Linked DNA regions of Mus musculus: all the other regions are linked to region 1. The links are chromatin contacts, called in public HiChIP or PLAC-seq maps. All regions are on one chromosome and are shown on one strand. The core of a region is the stretch at or near the end of the contact, and the rest is flanking DNA. Distances in the headings are between cores, read along the strand shown. Region 1 has its middle 73 kb from the start of Gm41230. Region 2 has its middle 53 kb from the start of Gm22970. Region 3 overlaps Pibf1 (progesterone immunomodulatory binding factor 1).

Region 1 (2,522 bases), core at 8-2,507:
GAGTTCAATTCCCAGCATTCAGAGGTCCTGAGTTCAATTCCCAGGAACCACATGGTGACTCACAACCATCTGTTATGGGATCTGATGCCCTCCAAGACAGCTACAGTGTATTCATAGAAAAAAAAAAGTAAATCTTGAGAGAGAGAAAGAGCAAAGAGACTTCCCAGCTCAAGAAGAAGCCTGAAACTGCTACTTCAAGTAGTACATGAACTGCACATAATTCCATGGTCTCCAAACAGGATAAGCACAGGCAGCGAGAGGCCAGCCCTTCATCCTGGGAATGGTGACCTCAGAGGCTGAAATTTCAGGTAACATGTTCCGACTGATCACGTTCCTCAAACTCTCCCACCACTTTCAGATGTCACAATTCTTGGTTCGAGTTGCATCTGAGGACACCACATCAAGGCAGGTCACTGCTGGTAACATCAAACAAACTTAATTTTTTTTTTGGATCTCAACCCTAAACCACTTCCTGGACTCCAAATAAGGAGGCAGAGTCATCTTCTCTCAGCCTCTGTTAAAGTAAGGCTCAGAATTTCACTTTCCTTGACCACTGCCACCATATCAATGAACACCGGGGAAACAGTCTTGCCCACAAACCAAGCCTGAACTAGAGAGTCAGTTCCTGATTAAATAAATGTCACATATTGACAATATAGTGAAGTACCAACATATACCACTGTCGGTAAAGAACTGGAAAAATGAATAAATCAACAAATTAACCAAGTGGCCTAGACATTTTCAGAAGACACAATTCTATCCTAAGCTCCTAGCCAGTCATGTTAGTCACCCCTTTTTCAGATTCTATGTTCAAAACACTTCAATAGAAACACTTCATTGTTGTAGGGTTGTTTTCTTTTCTCTATACAACCCCTCCCACAAAGTTTTTTATTCAAAACTCCAAATCTTATCATGGAAAAGCCACTAAGAAAAATTACCCAGGCATGTTCTGAGAAACTGTGAGTCGTCCGGGGGTTGGCAACGTACATGTGCCTAATGTGGAAACCTGAAATAAAGAAATTAGTTTGGTATTTTAAGGAATTCTGGGTTCATTTGAACAAATAGATACAAACGATGAGATCAAGGTCAGACCCCCAAACAAACAAGAGGCTTAAAGCCACACAGGAGAAGAAAGGTTGAGAGAGTGGTGACTCACTCCCTTTGTGGTTTTGTTTTAAAAGCTCTTTGTTCAAAGCCAGGGCTGGCCCTTTTTCACGGCACAGGTTTCATCTGTTTCTGTGCTCTGTGGTTAAGTGGGGAGCACGTGAATGTGGACTGTCTTGTGGCTCCGGGGCTGGGTGGAGTAGCTGTGACTCTCAGTGTGGTGCAGCCAGTGACAGAGCCTAGGCCTTACCTGATCCTGACACGGAGCAGAGCTGATCTCCTGCCTCCCATCCTGTGTGTCCCCTGAATTCCACTGGTAGCCTGTACCTGCATCTGCCTCTGTCTCCTCCTTCCCCTATCTAGATCTGATTTTTTTTATTGCCTTTATATATTTATCTTTATTCACTTTTTTATTAGATATTTTCTTTATTTGCATTTCAAATGTTATTCCCTTTCCTGGTTTCCTCTCTGAAAACCTTCTCCCCCAATCCCCTCCCTGCTTCCTCTACTCCCCAACCCATCCACTCCCACTTCTTGGTCCTGACATTCCCGAACACTGGGGCATAGAGCCTTCACAGGATCAAGGGCCTCTCCTCCCATTGATGACTGACTAGGCCATCCTCTGCTACATATAAGGCAGGAGTCATGGGTCCCTGCATGTGTAGTCTTTGGTTGGTGGTTTAGTCCCAGGGAGCTCTGGGGTTACTGGTTAGTTCATATTGTTGTTCTTCCTATGGGTTGCAAATTCCTTCAACTCCTTGGGTTCTTTCTCTAGCTCCTTCATTGGGAACCCTGTCCTCAGTCAATTTTTGTTTTGTGTTTGTGGTGCTAGATATGGAACCCAAGGCTCCCATGTAACCAGCAAGTGCTCAGCCATTAGAGCCACTTCTCCAGCTGTTTTGACTAGTGGCTAGATGAAGCTTTAGATCCACCAAACCAACTAATTTGAGGCCAGCCTGATCTACAGAATGAGTTCCAGGATAGCCAGGGCTACCCAGAGAAACACTGTCTAGGAAAATATACAGATAACTTAGCCTACCTGCTCCTCTGTTAGCTGTTTGTTTCCCTCCCTTACTCTCTACTGTACACACAATGGAAGGTAATATCCATAACGGAGATTAGTGGGTCCTGCTCCTTCTTTATGCCTCAACCTTGGTACAAGTAGGAACCAGTACATGAAAGACTCAAGTAGATGTGGAGAAAGAGGAACACTCCTCCACTGCTGGTGAGATTGTAAGCTTGTACAACCACTCTGGAAGTCAGTCTGGAGGTTCTTCAGAAAATTGGACATAGCACTACCAGAAGATCCAGCAATACCCAGAAGAAGTTCCAGTGGTGATAAGGACACATGCTCCACTATGTTCATAGCAGCCTTATTTATAATATAATAGCCAGAAGCTGGAAGGAACCCAGATGCC
Region 2 (2,522 bases), core at 7-2,506, 380 kb before region 1:
ACATGTCCCTGCTGTCAATGAAGTGCATTCTCATTCTCTTATTTGAATCCAAATTGCTCTCCCAGTTCTCTGTCTTATTATTTACACATTTCTGATGTCCCTGTTTTTATTCCCCGATGTGTGTTACTCACTTCCTACTAACTAATGTATGATTATTTATAGTTTCTCTTTTGTTCAGCAAAGGACCGTGGGGTCAGCTCCTCTGCTATACATGGGCGATGTTGTGCAGTCACACAGAGGTTTTGGGCTCCTCTGATCTCCAGCACCTACTGACTGTGGGACTTCAGGCAAACCATTTAATATCCCTCACTTTCCTATTTTACAACATGGAGATGGTAGCTCATGCCGCCTAGAATCAGGAGAAGTCAATGTCACACGCATAGAATTCGTATAGTAGCTTCTGGCAAATACTGATCGAGAAATGCCAACTATTACTATCGTTTGGCCTGGCATAAGGAACCTGTCATCCCCCTTTCATCCACAGATGATCTTTTTCTTCCCTTTGTGCTGTTATTCCTTAAGCGCTTGTGGAATGTCTCCTGAATAAAGCACTCATCACTTGCTAGTTGTTTTCAGTTCTATAAATGTTAATTAAATCCATAACATGTACCAGAAACCACAGGAGTAAGACAACAGAATGAATAAAATGTGCTCTTTTCTTCATCTGACAGCTTAGAAGAGGCCCAGTTAACACCTTCGCATTTGCACATGTTGAATTGGTAGGGAATATTTGAGAGACTAGTTACTGAAGGCTTCTTGGTGTGACGGAGCATTGGAACGACCCTGAACCCAGTGAGGAATACTGGCAAGCCTGTCTAGAATATAAGAAGAACTCAGAGCACAAAAAGGAACAGCATGAAACCATGGTGTGTTGATAGGAATGTGCTCCATTTAACCTTTGTGGAAATTAGAGAAACAATCCAAATAGCCACGTCGACTTGAACCTAAAGACAAGTTGTTAACCAAGTTCACAAACTTGGTTACATAAAATATGGCTTATTCTCCTGCCTAGATAAATGTATCTTCATAATATTCTAGCAGGCTGAGCTGAAATTCAGAATTCTAGAACTTTCTGGAATTCCAGGTTCAAAAATACAGTGAGCTAGCTGTCAGCTCATAGCCCACTGCTGAGCTGAATAGCCATGACTGTCCAAAGTCATGTTGTAACTTTAATCACTAGTGTGATGTTAGAGCCTTTCAGACAGAGGGTGGAGCTCCAGTGATGGGACTAATGTCGTTCTAGACAGACCTGCCAGCTCCTAGATCAGGACCTTCCCAGCCTGCAGAACTGTGAGCAACAAATGCCTGTGGTTTAAGTCATGTGGTCTGTGGTATTTATTGTAGCACCTCAAACAAAAGGATACACCCACCATCTCTTTCTTAAACCTGGCTCCACAGGCCAACCCCATCTCTGGAAATGCTGTTAATATTTATCCCTTGGCCAATATACCTCAGTCCTGCCCAGAAGTACTATTGATGCTACAGAGTATAAATTCAGGGAAGTGACCTATGTCAGTGTTGGAAAGACTTTTGGCCATTTCCCAGGGAGACCGGAATACCAGGCATCCACAAGGTGAAGCACAAGAGAAAACCTGAATTGTTAGTATATTAGTTTACTTAGCTACATGATTCTTCCTCTATGTGCAAGATCAAGAAGCCCTAGTTGCAATCCCTCCATCTCTACAGATCAGATCTGGGGATGTCTCAGACATCCCGACAGCAGAATGGTCCTGATGGCAAATTATACTTCTCACATCCTGCTAACAATGAAAAGAGAGGCAGGGGAGTGGGGTGAAAGGCTGGAGCTCTAGACAAGAGCCAATGCCATGTTTTTCTTATTTAGGAGGAGCCGGATTTTAATCTGTCAGGTATTTGGAATCTTTGAAATGTTTTAAATAAAGAGTTGTCATAACGTTTTCCTAGAAAAGTATGTTATCAGTTGTTTGGAAGATAGCCTGAAAACCAAGAGAGGGAATCAGACAGGGGAAGGGGGATGAGTTTTGGAACAATTTGCCAAGAGATGAAGCTGAATTCTACAGAGCCAAAAAACTAGTACAACACGTGTTCTAGAGGGAAAAATGATATAAGTGTTTATCATTTGGGGATGGGAGTGGGAGGTTATGGGAAATGGAGGACAGAGAGAGCCCGTGAATGGTTCCCATACTCGGTTCAGTGGTGATGCATTCGTCTTCTATTGTAACAAACGGATACACACTCACCAGCTTAAAAACAACAGCAGTGGATTCCTCACAGTTCATCTCAGTTGCATCCTCTGATCAGAATCCTGCAAAGCTGAACCCAAGTGCTGGCAGGGCTCCATCCCTTTGGGGAAGGTCTAAGAAGGCGTATGCTGTTGAATCCACTTGAGTTGAGAAATGAATCCCTCCAAGTTGTAGCGCTAAGGTCTCATGTGTTAACTAAGGCAAGGCTTTGGTCCCAGGGGCAGCACAGTGCTTACATTCTTCCCCCATGGCTTTTCCATTGATGGAGGAGTATCTTCCTTCACACCACATCTTTCTTTT
Region 3 (2,522 bases), core at 14-2,513, 320 kb after region 1:
CCCATTTTCTTTGTCAAGTGAAGCATCAAGTGAGTTGACAGAAGTGAGAAGTGTGAGTTGGAGGTTTGTAGCCAGAGGAAGGGAGGGAAGGCCTAAAACAGCTCTCAGGAGACTGGAAGGATCAGGGGGAAAAGCCCAGCGGTGCCCCACTGGAGGCTGCTAACAACGAATTAGAAGTACTTGGTGCTGCTAATGGGATTTTCTCCCCAGTAATGCTCAGCTAGACAAACAGAGGTGCCTTGGGCTATTTTGATAAAAAGAAAGTTGAAATTAAAGGCCATCAACAAGAGAGATGTTAAAGATGGATAAGGCAGTTAAGAGGATAGAAAACATACTTTTGGACTGATTCAACCATGTGAATTAGAAATTTTGTTATAAACACATAGCTGAGAACTGTGGCTGAGTATTCTGATGATGTGCACAAGCAGAGAAGCAGATGCCGATGTGAAGGGAGATATGCAAAGGTGTACAAACCTGCAGACCTGACCTGGGGATATAGCTCAGAAAACAGCACATGTCTAGCATATGCCTAGCACATGCAAAGCTCTGGGCTCCATCCACAGCACTGAAAAAGAACTGAAACACAGTGGGGAGGGAAATAAAAGCACAAACGCTTAGACAGTCACATCTGAACGTGACGTCATCTTTAACTTTCATTCACCTGACCTAATTGTCACCTGACGTAAGTCTTGGAGGTTTATTTGCCACAGTCTGCTAACCTAGGCTAGTCCTGGAAGCTTCTGGCCTCCATACAATCTAATCTAGCCTAGAATGTTTCAGCCTCTGAGATTTACTGCTAAATAAGCTCACCCTTTCTAGATCTTTCTGATCTCTGGCTACCTGGCTCAACTCAGCTGTTCTGGCTCAAAACTCTCCAAGCTGACTGATTCTATCTGGCATCTCTCTTGGCCTCTGACTTTTGCTCTGCTTGGCCCCAAACTAACTCTAGTAATCTGTCCTAATCTTCTGGCTGCTTCGCATTCTCTGGCTTGTTCTGTTTTCACCTCTGTCTAGCTTGTCTCTCTGCAGCCTGCCTCTGTACAACTGTCCCGGTAAAACTGCCCCTTAAGGAGCTTCCTTTCCCTCTCTGCTCTCCTGAGAGTCGGAGATATCCTACTCTGTCAAGTCTTTTTCTGATTTGTCACTTTGTCTGCTACTCAATTAGGCATCACTTTCACACATGGATGTTTCCTCCTACAAACTAACCTCACCTTCATTGATTGTGTACTAAGGGTGTGTCTGTATTCTAGCCAGACTGGTTAAAGGGCAAGCCAAACCACAACTAGAAACAGGTTTGTTTTTCCCAGTAAATAACACAATCTCAGGGTTCATAGTATGATCAGATATTCTGCAACATGTGACTTTGAAATATGGGAAGTACAGGCACCTGCCATGGAGAAGAGTTTGCACACATGTACATGTACAATGCCATGGAGAAGAGTTTGCACACATGTACATGTACACACACATATATACGATTTTTCCTTCAGTATAAATGCCTCATAGGGAAATACAGCCAGAAGTTCAGTGTAGAAACACATACTTTATATCATGAATTTCTCTTAAATCAAAAATTTCTTTCAAGTAAAAAGTATCCTTTTAGATCTATGCTGAAGAGGAGACAGAACGATTTATAGGAGCCAGAGGTGACGGATGACTAAGGAAAGAGTATCTTACGGATGCAGAGACTGTGGCAGCCTGGAAAAGACCTCAAACTGGTACAGCAATAAGAGGAGAAAATGATATGGGTTTATATCCCTGACCAAGACACTGTCTGCAATTAATTCCCACTGGAAAAGAAGCAACGGCTTTATTCCAATGGAGTAGAATCTCACTAAGTATTAACAATGCTTCATACCTAGATGGCCAACAAAAATGAAGCCAGTGGTATTTTTGTAGACTTTTTATCTCATTTTACATGTTTGGGATTTAAAAAATGATTGTTGTTTTTCTTGTTTATTTCAAGCTCCAATTTATGGTATGTCTATTTCTTGTTTTGTTTTTTGATTTTTTTTTTTTAAAGAAAGAAAGAAAAATTTAAAAGTAAGGTGAGTAGGGAGCTGGTGGATTTGGGAGGAATTGGGGAGGAGAAAAACAATGAACAATATAATGTATGACTTTTTTTCCAATAAGTGTAAACAAATCTCTCTTTAGAGTTACAACTTTTGTTCGTTGGGGTAGGAAGATCTGCTTTGGGTACTCTTAGGAACTAAAGGTAAGAGTTGGATATGTTGGTATATGTCTGTAAGCTGAATACTTGTGAGGTGAGGCAGTTGGACTTCAAAGCCTGGTTTATGGAGTTAGACCTCGCTACCATAGCATTGGAAAACAGAAAATAGTGTACTGCCTCAAAATGGATCCACATTTTATAGCTACACAATTCTGTGGATAAGGCAAAAGGCAGTAGACTATTGCTGTATTCCCCACTGCTTTCTCCCCTGTGTTCTGTGGGAAGATGTCCACCTTACGTTCTCTCATCACTGAAAAGTGGATTGCATGTGCTAGGAGCAGCCATTCTTTGC

The links. HiChIP or PLAC-seq counts read pairs in DNA pulled down with a chosen protein or histone mark.
Region 2: a contact with region 1 is called in a FOXA1 HiChIP or PLAC-seq map of pancreatic cancer cells. The contact joins two enhancer-like sites. A contact is called at or near these places in 1 of 15 datasets of contacts at CTCF or cohesin (the NIH/3T3 cell line) and 1 of 115 datasets of contacts at active chromatin or transcription factors (pancreatic cancer cells).
Region 3: an HNF4G HiChIP or PLAC-seq map of pancreatic cancer cells shows a contact between it and region 1. The contact joins two enhancer-like sites.

Annotation. Positions count from the first base shown.
Region 1 is chr14:99,448,001-99,450,522 of GRCm38.p6, reverse strand. No RefSeq gene overlaps it. Among named protein-coding and RNA genes, the nearest start is that of Gm41230, 73 kb to the left of the region's middle. Within about 2 kb of position 1,257, at least 63 of the 459 cell types and tissues checked have an H3K27ac peak or open chromatin away from gene starts, as enhancers often do. A contact at or near this core is called in pancreatic cancer cells, where this site is marked.
Region 2 is chr14:99,825,660-99,828,181 of GRCm38.p6, reverse strand. No RefSeq gene overlaps it. Among named protein-coding and RNA genes, the nearest start is that of Gm22970, 53 kb to the right of the region's middle. Within about 2 kb of position 1,256, at least 9 of the 459 cell types and tissues checked have an H3K27ac peak or open chromatin away from gene starts, as enhancers often do. A contact at or near this core is called in pancreatic cancer cells, where this site is marked.
Region 3 is chr14:99,128,027-99,130,548 of GRCm38.p6, reverse strand. All of the region lies in intron 5 of Pibf1 (progesterone immunomodulatory binding factor 1), which reads right to left. Among named protein-coding and RNA genes, the nearest start is that of Dis3, 30 kb to the right of the region's middle. Within about 2 kb of position 1,263, at least 15 of the 459 cell types and tissues checked have an H3K27ac peak or open chromatin away from gene starts, as enhancers often do. A contact at or near this core is called in pancreatic cancer cells, where this site is marked.